Regions from separate parts of the Mus musculus genome. Here region 1 is linked to region 2. The links are chromatin contacts, called in public targeted proximity ligation maps. All regions are on one chromosome and are shown on one strand. The core of a region is the stretch at or near the end of the contact, and the rest is flanking DNA. Distances in the headings are between cores, read along the strand shown.

Region 1 (5,756 bases), core at 1,957-4,456, 230 kb after region 2:
CCATTTTTTATTAAATTCCCCTTTATTTCCAGCTTCCTCTTACAAGATAGACCCAGAAGTAAATTTGGGAAGGAAGGAAGGAAAGAAGGAAGGAAGGAAGGAAGGAAGGAGGGAGGGAGGGAGGGAGGGAGGGAGGGAGGGAAGGGAGGGAGGGAGGAAGGAGGGAGGGAGGGAGGGAAGGAAGGAAGGAAGGAAGGAGAAGGAAATTAATTCTCATAGAATACCTCCCTAGGAGTTACCCCAAAGGTCTCCAAAACAACACAGGCTACTGCCATTTCTCTTGGTTGTTCACTATAACTATATGTTAAGAGCCTATTGCTGAATACACTACATACTTTCTCTATGAGACATGGAGAAATCAGTATGGAACTGACTGAGAAACGTCTTCCCTCCTGGATAGCTTTCATAGTGCTGGAGCGTACCATGCAAACCTCTGGGGAGACATGACAATAAAGGTCTTACTGTATGCAGGACCCTGCACGCTGCAATGCTGACTTAGCAGGCAAAATGGGGTCTGTTGCCTCAGAAGGGGCACAATTTAAGTCACCAACCACCTTCTGACCAGCTTTGAAGCCTGTTCCACCAGAGAGAATTCATGCCCTGTACTGTAAACACAGCCAAAATCTAGTCTAGGAAGGTCATAGACCCTATGGGATAAACCTACTACTGTTGTTTTGCTAAGTGTATCCACATGTGTAGGGCATGTGGGACTGTGCAACCAGACAGACATAAGAACTGGCAAGGCTGAGTGAGCTCAGACCCCAGCAGTCTCTGAGATCTGAGATTGGCGGGAGTGGAGCTACCTGTCTGTGTAACTGCTCTGGGACATGTAACCATGACACCCCACTGAGAGGACCACTGGCAGTCAGTCACATAAAGTAACAGCTGGAGTTCTCCACGCTAACGAGGTACCCTCAGCAATGAATTTCCTTTCCTGGGTATTCCTTCCCCACAAAAGATATGTAATCCCTGGTTCACCCCGAATATAAAGTGTATGTATTTATATTCACCATCAAATAAACCAGTATAAAAAAGCAAGGACCATCTCAGAGAGCTGGTCCTCTTTAAGGATCACTGTGGGGAAGGCCTTCAACTAAAGAGCCGTGCCTATGACTCCCGAGAAGTCTTTCTTCCCTCCAGCCCCGCTGGTACACTCAACCCTAGCTCCTAATGGAACCACATTCTGCTCGGCCCTGTCCTGGGTTCTACCTCCCTTCTCTGCCTAACGGGCAGATGCCCCAAGGGGAGAAAGATAGACTGCAGACCCCGGATTCCTGCCTCCCTCTCCTTGCTGTAATGCTGATGGTGGAAACCACTGTGGACTCCCTGTTTAGGACTTTGCCCTGCCCCCTTCCTGGCATCTTGCCAGCGGTGCCAACGCACCCACAATGGAGAAGCAGGATGTAGTACAGCAGTCATGTTGTGAGATTGCTTCTAAATATTTACATCTGTATCCACAGATTAGTGCTACTCTCAATCTTTAGCCAGAAAAGTTTGATTTTACCATGAGTAGCCGTTAATACAGACTCATAAGTGGTCTACGTGGTGATAAAGTGATTGTGCGTGCTTAGTCCTAAATAGTATATCCATATACAACCTCACTATAGGGTTCAGAGAACGTTCTGGAAGAGGAGAGAAAAAGAATGAGAGAGCGAGAGGATCGGTAAGAGTGCTGCGAGTTACTGTCTTTTAGATATAATATGGCTATCACACTCACGAACTCAAAGCACCTATAGTTATCTGCACAGCATCAAGAGTTCCTCATGAGGCCATACCCCTAGCTGAAGAAATATTAGCAGTTGACAGCTTTTGGGAAACAGAGTTTTTTCTGTGAGGATGTGTGTTGCAGGATATTTGATCACACCGTGAGCCCCGAGATTGTGTTATTTACTGGAAAAAAAAAAAACTTTTTTCAGTTATGGTGTGGCTCAGCCTTAGCACACACCTTTAATCCAAAAACTTCCTGCTTGAATATTTATTGTAAACATAAAGTCAACCATAGGTCAAGAGATGGAGCAAGCCACAAATTGAAGGGAAGTGAACATAAGATTACTAAGAAAAAAAACACAGAGAGTAAGAGAGAGTGAGGAGGATGGACGGAGAGACGCATGGGAAGTAGAAGAGAGGGACCTTCAGTTTGAAGGAGGTTGTTTGAGAGAGGGGGTGTTCCTGGGGGGGACATCAGCTGAGGAAGAAGGTCAGCTGGGTGCTTTCTCTGCCTCTCTGAGCTAGCAGGCTTTCACCCCAGCATCTGGCTCTCGAGTCTTCATTGGAAAAAAAATCAAACAATTGAGATTTTGTTAAAATCAACAGATGTGACCTAGGTTGCCTCTGCTCATGTGGATGGCTCCACATGTGCATTCTGCCAGCACTAATTGGACTCACTGAATTATAAAAGACAAAGATAAAAAATAGGAGTGAGGAGAGGAGGAGGAGAAGGAAAAGGAGAAGTAAGGAAGAAGATGTGTTGGTTTGTCTAGGATATGTTAGGGGAAGTGGGGTGGATATGATAAAAATACATTGTATATGAAATTATCAAAGAATAAATAAAAAGGTTTTAAAATCAATCTCTTAGCTGAAAGGTTTTCCCCTCTCTGAGGTCCTGGGGATTGAATCTAGAGATAGCTTTCATGGTCTGGTATGCTGACTAGTTTTTATGACAACAGCAGTTAGAGCTATTTGGGAAGGGAGAGCCTCAGTTAACATAACGTTCCCACCAGGTTGGGCTGTAGGTAAGTGTATGGGGTATTTTCCTAATTGATAACTGATGCGGGAGGGTGGTGCCACTCCTGGGTTGGTGGATCCGGCTGCTTTTGAGAAAGCTGGTTGAACAAGCCATTTGAAACAAACCTGTAAGTAAGCACTCCTGCATCAGGCGCAGGCGCTGACTCCAGGGTCCTGCCCTGCTGAAGTTCCTCTTTCAACCTTCCTGAATGATACATAATACAAAATAAACCTTGCTGCCACAACTTTGTTTTTTGTTTGTTTGGTTGGTTTTTGGTTTCTTTGTTTTGTTTTGTTTTGTCACGTTTTATCACACTAGTAGCAACCTAAAGACATTTGGGAAACTGAGGCAAGGAGACCATGTCATTTAGACTTTCTGCCTTACATCATCAGAAACCAAGACAGGCTGATTTAGGTGATGTCTAAGGCAGGGAGGGATGCTGAGAGCTGGCGTGGCTCCTCCTCCTGTGTTGGCTGGAGAGTTTTGGACCAGAGCTAGCGGGATCAGGAGGTGGAGACAAGAAACCAGTCTAAGAGCAGGCACATCTAGCCAGCGTCTGCCTTGTCAGAGTTTTCAATATGCTGTACAAATTCCAGTTCGAGGAGGAACAAAGTAATTGCCAAGTGCCTGAGGAAGAAAACAGCCCGGCAGCCCTGGACATGTAAGAGTTGCCGAACCTTGAGCGCCACCCTGGGCTTACCGAGTTGAGAACTGTGCACGTTATCAGTTCAAAACACACGAGCACCGCCCCCCCCCCAGCCCCCGCCATTTTCCCCATGGGGAGGAGCTGATAATCCCAAAACAGCAGCCCTGAGTACTGGTGTGTTTATAAAAAGATAAAGAGAAGAGGGGATATGTTTGGTGGGGGTGTAGTCAGGTGTGGGGGAAGGGAGTGTCTCCACGGGCCCATGCTGAGGCATCCCTTCCCCCTAAGGGACCAGTCACAGAACGATGTAGTATAGAATAGTTTATTCAGGGCATGGGGAGGGGAGTTAAGAGGGTAGTATGGGTGGAGAAAGGGAGAGAGAGAGAGAGAGAGAGAGAGAGAGAGAGAGAGAGAGAGAGAGAGAGAGGAGAGAGAGAGAGAGAGGAGGAGAGTAGAGGTCAGCCATGAGCACATGGAAAGAGAGGGGGGAAGGGAATGGAGAGAGAGAGGGAGCAGAAAGGCAAGAGCAATTGGGGGGGGGACGACAAGCAGCCCCTTTTATAGTGAGTCAAGCACATCTGGCTGTTGCCAGGTAACTATGGGGCGGAGCAGACCTGGCTATTGCCAGGTAACTGTGGGGGTGGCGCTTAGACAAAATGCTAACAAGTGCTGCCGGGCACAGGCCAGTCTTTGTTGGTCTTCCTCTTTTATTCACCCTTACACTGTGGAACAGCCAATTCTTGTAGGCACTAGGAAGGCCCCACCCCCAGTCAGCTGGAATTTTTTCAGGGTTTGACGACATCTGGAAGCCCTGAGAGAAGCTTTGCTGTAAAAACCCTTGATTCTTTTTAACTGCTGAAGGTTAAAAACCCCTTTTTTCTTTCGCTCTTATGTAACGTTTTGGACAATGGTGGTATGTTAAGCCAGCAGCTGCTTTTTGTCTTTTTTCTCAGTGTGCCTCTCTCGCAGGGACAAGCTAAATAGATTTCTTGCTATATTGAGGGGATGATGAACATGAAAGTTGTGTCTGGAGTCCAGGTGCCAGGAACGAAGAACCTGGCTTTGACAGTGTAATGGCTCTGAAATGGAAAAGGGGACACAAACTCAGGAGTGGCCAAGAATGGAACTCTTAAGGCCTTCTGTGGAAATTCCCTGCTCCTCCTAGAAGTCCCCTACCTCTACCCAGCCCTGTTGAGTGCTGAGGCTGGTGGGTTGCTATCCTTGGTCCTGAACCATCGTTGTTAGTTGGGGCAACAGTTCACTTTCCTACTGAAAAACATAAGCAACAGAGAGGCGTGACAAAAGAACTCATTGCAATGTCTGTCCCCGGGACAGTCTGCCTCAGTGGGTCACTGAATTTCTTAACATTCAAGAGCCCAGCTCAGCTGAGTTGATAAAGTGCTTCCTGGGCAAGCTCAAGGACCTGAGTTTGAATCCCAGAACCCATGTGAACATCAAGGTGTGGTGTATACCTTTGTAATTCCTGTGCTGCAGAGGTGGAGGCAGAGAATCCCTAGAAATCACGGGCCAGACAATCTAACCAAATCTGTGAGCTTCTGTTTCACTGAGAGATGCCATCTCAGAAAAGAAAGTGGAGAGCAATGGAAAGCACAAGACATCAATCTCTGGCCTCCCGGTACATGGTACACACACCTGTATACATGTGCACATAGACAAACACACATGCAGGCATACATACCACACACACACATACACACCACCATGCACACAATATTTCATTAATTATATACAAAACAAAACAAAGGCTGGGTAGTGGTGACACATGCCTTTAATCCCAGCACTTGGGAGGCCAAGGCAGGAAGATCTCTGAGTTGGAAGCTAGTCTGGTCTACAGAATGAGTCCAGGACAGCCAGGCTTACACAGAGAAACCCTGTTTCAAAAAAAAATAATGGTTATAATAATAATAATGGAATTCATTAATTACCTTGAAAACCAAAAAGTTCAGAGGGTAGCTCACCACCGGCCCATGGCTCACAGCAGCCACTCTGTGGTGGCAGGTTTCTGTTTGTAGCTCCAAGCAATGGTCATCTGCTGATCTTCTGTCATTGATTTTGCATTTGGCCCTGTTAGAATTCATTCCATGACCTTCTAAAATGCCCCCTGGTTCTTAGGAAAGTCACCCCTTACCACCCTCAGATTCAGGCAAGAGGTCACACTGGGGAGAAGAAAAAAAATTATCCTAGGTGAGTGGGAGGTATACACCCATAATCCAAGCACTAGGTCAGCAGAGGCAAGAGGATGTCAAGTTCAAGGCCAGCATGGGCTATATATATACATAGTGAAATTTATCTCAAAGCAATAACAATATAACGTAATTCTGGGGCTGGAGAGATGGCTCAGAGGTTAAGAGCACCGACTGCTCT
Region 2 (5,806 bases), core at 3,192-5,691:
GTATTAGGAAGGCATAACGTTAGGGGTCAGACTGGAACAAGGAAATGGGCAGCTTAGCTAAAACCTCTGTCCTAGCTAATGTTTCTCTGCTAAAACCAAGCAGTAAACCAGCTCATCTAGAAGCAAAATGCAAAGTCTGCTTGAAATACACTGATGAAATCCGTGTTCTGAGAATGCAGATTCCCAGGTTCAGTTCCAAACTTCAAATTCTCTTCTAATGTATTCTTTTAGGCAGGGTCTCCTCAGACTCAGAGCTATCAGTAAGGCTAGTCTTTATAGCCAAATCACTGCAGGCATTTCTGTCTCCACCTTCCATGGCTTGAATTAAAGGCAGGCTGCCATGGCCGTGTGGCACTCAGGTAGGTTGTGGATCTGAACTCCAGTACTCTTGTGTAAATGCTTTACCCACTAAGCCATCTCCCCAGCTCTTGTTGTTTGTCTTCATGACTGCTCTGAGAATCTGAAGTTTTAATTTTGATTTCCCTGATAGACAGTAATGTTAAATGGCTTTGTTTTGTTCTCTTCCATGTATTTAGTGGCCCATTTAATTGATTGGGTTGGTGTTTAGTTTGTGTTCATTGTGTATTCTACATATTAATCCTCTGAGGTTAGCAAAGACTTCATCCCCCATTCTGTAAGCTGCTTCTTCATTTGATTACGTCCTTTGACATACAAGGGGTTTTTTGGTTTTTGTTTTTTAATCACATGCAATACTGTTTCTTGGTTCCTGGCATTATGTCTTGAGTGATTGGAGTCCTTCTTAGGAAGCCCTTGACCTTGTCTATATCCCAAATTGGTTTCCTTAATTTTGCCTCTTATACTTGGGAAATTTCAGTTCTTATTAAAGTCTCTGATCATTTAGAATTGTTTTTTATCCAGGATGACAGGGACCTGGGTGTGGAGATGAGTCCGTCCCAGCACCGTCAGTGAGGACGCACTGTCCACTCCACTGTAGGTCTCAGGCATTTTGTTGAGGTTGAGCCGCTACATGCGTGGATATTTGGGTCCTTTGTTACGCTGCATTATTTTCAGTGTCTCTGTCCTTGAAATCTGCTGTATCCTGTGGCTTAGAAACCAGCTCTGGTGACAACTCTCAGTGTCGCCTTTGCTCAGGATGGCACTGCTTACTCCAGGACTTCTGTACTTCATAGGAATAGGATTCTGCCCCATTTTTTGTGAAGTTATTGAAGTTGTTGCTTGAGACAAGGTTTGACTATGTAGCCTTGGCTGGTCTGGAACTCACTCTGGCCTCAAACTCAGAGTCTTACCTGCCTCTGGCTTCTGAGTGCTGGGATTAAAGACATGTGCCACCACGCCCAGCTTGTTGAAATATTGTTTTCTTATCATATTCATACCTCCCCATTTCACTCCATCCTACTTTTTACCCTTATTTAGTATGTATTTTTGCCCCAGTGAGCCCTGTCAGTGCTGCCTGTACAGTGAGTGGGAACGGTTGGGATGTGTACATTGAACTTGTAGGTTGCTTTTTGTAGTACAGCCCTTTTCACAATTTTCTAAATTTAGTCAGAGAGGGCTTTTCATTTTCAAGTGTCTTTCAGTTTCCTTTTCAAGCATTTAAATCTTTCATTACTAGCTGGGCATGGTGGCATATGTCTTTAATCTTGACACCTGGAAGGCAGAAGCAAATATATCTCTATGAGTTCAACACCAGCCTAGCTACATGTCAAGTTCCAGGAAAGCCAGAGTTCCATAAAGAGACAAACAACAAATAAATAACTTTGTTTGTAGAGTCCTTTAATCTTCATAAGGCCTTCTAAGACTGTCTTTTTGCTTTCTCAGCGTGTCTGTTACTGATTTGTAGGAATGCTACTGATTTTGAATGTGGATTTTTAATTGTTTTTTTACTTAAAAGTTTGTGAGATCTAAGAGTTTTATGATGGAAGTATGTGTGTGTGTGTGTGTGTGTGTGTGTGTGTGTTCAGTCTCTCATTGAACCTAGAGCCCACCATTGAGGCTAGACTTTCCTGGTCAGCCAGCCCCAGGACTCACCTATTTTTGGTGTGGGTACTGAGGGTTTAAGTCCAGGTCCACGCTAAGCACTTTAACCACTAAGTCGTCTTCCAGCCTAAGGTCAAGGTAAAACTCAGTCATGTACTAAAAACCAACCAACCAAAACCTCTGACTTCCCTTCCTCTCTGCGTCCCTTTGCTTCCTTCTCTTGTCTCACTGCTCTTCAAGCACCATATTGATTATAGTGAAGAACTTGGACCCTTTTTTATTCCAGGTTTTAGAAAAAGTGGTCTGAGTTTTCTCCCGTTGAGTAAGTCTGTCATATACAGCCTTTATTACATCGAGATACGTTCCTTTTATCAAAACCTAATTTTTCTCTGAGTTTATCTTGAAGGGACTGAGGATTTTGTCCAGCCTCTGCACCTATTGAAGTAATTGTTTGCCATCTCTTTTGAGTCCATTATGTAATGATTTACATCCACTCTTCTCTTCTGCAATATGTTAAGCCAACTTGACTACCATCTTTCCAGTGTTACTTAATTTGACTTGCAAGTATTTTATTGATAATTTTTGTATCTTATGCTCATCATAGGGAATATAATTTTTTGTTATTAACTGTCTTGATATCAGTAACACTAGCTTATAAAAAGGTTGAAGTCTTTGCTGTTTGCTGTGAATTGGCTTGATGCACGCTGCTGTTGCTCCTCCCTGAGTGACGCAGAGAATTCAGCGAATCCGGCTGGACCTGGGCTCTTTTAATTGTGAAATATTTCAGTAGATTGTCTAGAAATATATCCATTCCTTTTAATTTATTCGTTACAGTAGTTGTTAAGGTATATCCTAATCTGAATTTGTGGCTCTCGTTTTGTTGAAGGTTCTTTAGTTTTCTGTTGGAGTCTGGCTGTTTGATGCTCTTATGTATCTTTTCAGAGAACCTTTTTTTTTTTTTACTATTTTGTTCTTTCTTTTTCTTTTAGATTTTTGAAATTTTAATTTCTTTTTTTTTTTTGGTTTTTCCAGACAGGGTTTCCCTGTATAGCTCTGGCTGTCCTGGAGCTCACTTAGTAGACCAGGATGGCCTCGAACTCAGAAATCCGCCTGCCTCTGCCTCCCGAGTGCTGGGATCAAAGGCATGCGCCACCATACCCGAAAATTTAATTTCTTACCTTTGGTGTTTTTTTTTCCTGTGGACTTAGGGTTTAAGGGCACAACTTGCGTGTGTGTCTGTGTCTCTGTCTGTCTGTCTGTCTTTAGGTGAGAGAAGAGCTCTGGAGTCGGCTCTGTCCTTCCACCATGCAGTTGCTTATTACACAGGCTCTGGGTTTTTAAGGTCTGTACTTGGGGCTTTAAACCTCCTCCTTACAGCTGCTTCCAGTGGATTGCAGAGGTTTTGATGAGTTCTCATTTTCATCGGACTTCAGACATTTAAATTTTTCTCTTATTTCTTGTTCAGTGGTGTGTGTTTTTCTTCTGGATCGCCTGTGGTGTATGTGGGTACACTGTGGATGTCTTCAGACGCACCAGAAGAGGGCATGGGGTCCCATTACAGATGGTTGTGAGCCACACCATATGGTTGCTGGGAATTGAACTCAGCACCTCTGGAAGAGCAGTCAGTGCTCTTAACCGCTGAGCCATGTCTCCAGCCCCTATGAGTATCGTCTAAGACTAGTAAATACAGCTGTCCTGATCGTTTGCCTCTGCCTCCCCTGGAAGATGGAACCTACCCCCTACTCACCTGTCCACACTTTAAAAGTTCACAGTTGGGTTCTTATTTATAACATCTATACCTTTATGACTTAATCTGTGCCTGATATAAAATGTAACTTGTTTGGCCTTATTTCTGTTTATGAGATTTCTGATACTCTGTAGAATGAATCCTTTCTGATACAGATCTGCATGCATGCATATGTATATATAAACTGTGTTTTATATAAAATACACAGTAACAGTTCAAGGGCACAGTTTGTGTTGGAGAAGTCAGGGCAGCAGGCAGCTAGTCACACTGCGTCTGCTGTCAGGAACAGACAGTGACAGGGGCAGGGGCAGAAGCATGTGCTGGGTTTTTTTTTTAATTTTTATTTTTCCCCCTTTTCATTTAGTCCAGGAAATCTCCCTCTGGGATGATATTTAGGATAGGTATTCCCACTCTGTAATCTAGAAATCTCTTCACAGACAAAGCGGATTCATTTTCTGGTTATTCCAAGTCTTATCAAGTTGACAGTTTAACCATCACGGTATATTTGTATTCAAAGGACATTCTCATCTCAGTGGATAACAACAAACATCCATACCATGGCTGTGCTGGCAAGTTTTATATCAGCTTGACACAAGCTAGAGTTGCTTAGATAGAAAAAGAAACTTCAATTGAGAAAATTCCCCCTCCAGATTGGCCTCTGGGCAAGCCGTGTTTCATTTTCTTAGTTGATGTGGGAGTGTCCAGCTCACTGTGGGCAGTTACACTCCTTGGCTGTTGGGCCTAGCCCTCGGCTGCTACAAGAGAACAGGCTGAGTAAGCCAGGAGGAGCAAGCCCAGCAGTAAGAAAGCAGCACCCTTCATGGCTTCAGCTCAGCTCCTGCCCTGAGGTGCCTGGATGGTGGACTGTGATAGAGCTGTTGTAACTCTTGTAACTCAGAGTGCTAAGCTGGAGTAAAACCCTTGCCTACTCAAGGTGCTTCTGATCACAGTATTTTATCCCAGCAGTAGAAACCCTAAGACAGGGTTTTAAAGAAGTATGTTTCATTTTAATAGAGGATGCTAACTCTGGTTTTGTTATGTGTGTGTAGGTTTAACAACGACCCCTCCATCGATGTTCTTCTACTCACAACTCACGTTGGTGGCCTGGGCCTGAACTTGACTGGAGCTGACACTGTGGTGTTTGTGGAGCATGACTGGAACCCTATGCGAGATCTGCAGGCCATGGACCGGGCCCATCGTATTGGGCAGGTGCGTCATCTAACACTGCACTAATGCTAGACAGAAACTCCAGAAGAGCAGGCAGACTGGGTGCCAGTGCTCTTTCACCTCAGCGAGATGGCTTCCTCCACCACTTTCTAGCACAGCTACAAAAGCCTGGGTCACTGTCTCTATGTTGTATTAGGATGCTCTATAATTCCTGGAAACAGTTTTAGGGTTGTGCTAACAGACAAAACTCCAGTCAGGCTTGACAACCTGAGTTTATCAGTTTGCATTATGGTTCAATTGTTTTTCTTATTTAGAAACGTGTGGTTAATGTCTACCGGTTGATAACCAGAGGAACACTAGAAGAAAAGATAATGGGCTTGCAGAAATTCAAGATGAACATCGCAAATACTGTTATTAGCCAAGAAAACTCTAGCTTACAGAGTATGGGCACTGATCAACTTCTTGACCTGTTCACTCTAGATAAGGTAAAGACTTACTTATCTTTAATCAGTCCTGGGGTTGTCTGTGGTGACTTGAGAGTGGGCACTCTGAAGGGGGTGTGTCCAGGCTGCTGTAGCAGTCTTCTGGGAGTAAATACAGGCTGAGAACCCTGGCTGCTCTTCAGTTCCCAGCACCCATATGGCAGCTCACACCGTAACTCCTGTTGCACGGGATCCGCTGCTCTCATGCAGACGTTCAGGCAGAACACCCATGCACATAGAGTGCAGGGCCCGTGAAGGCTGAGGCTGGCATGAGATCCTGTGGAGCTGAAGTAATAGGATGGTTGAGAGCTGCTCATTTTGGGAGCTTGAGCCCTCTACAACTGCTTAGCCATCTCTCCAGCCTCCAACACTTCATATTTTTTAAAACTACACTTATTTTATTGTGTTTGGGGTGTGTGTGTGTCAGAATGTATATCTAGGGGTTGGTGCC

Evidence for each region.
Region 1: a contact with region 2 is called in a targeted proximity ligation map of the G1E-ER4 cell line, with 9 read pairs. A contact is called at or near these places in 7 of 39 promoter capture datasets (the C10 cell line, the HPC-7 cell line, cranial neural crest and 4 more), 1 of 484 Hi-C or Micro-C datasets (bone marrow-derived macrophages) and 12 of 130 datasets of targeted methods (the G1E-ER4 cell line, bone marrow-derived dendritic cells, bone marrow-derived macrophages and 5 more).

Annotation. Positions count from the first base shown.
Region 1 is chr19:37,234,740-37,240,495 of GRCm38.p6, forward strand. No RefSeq gene overlaps it. Among named protein-coding and RNA genes, the nearest start is that of Gm25268, 4.1 kb to the left of the region's middle.
Region 2 is chr19:37,004,825-37,010,630 of GRCm38.p6, forward strand. Btaf1 (B-TFIID TATA-box binding protein associated factor 1) reads left to right here. Exons shown (of 38, transcript NM_001080706.1): 36 at 4,756-4,915; 37 at 5,188-5,358. Among named protein-coding and RNA genes, the nearest start is that of Btaf1, 82 kb to the left of the region's middle.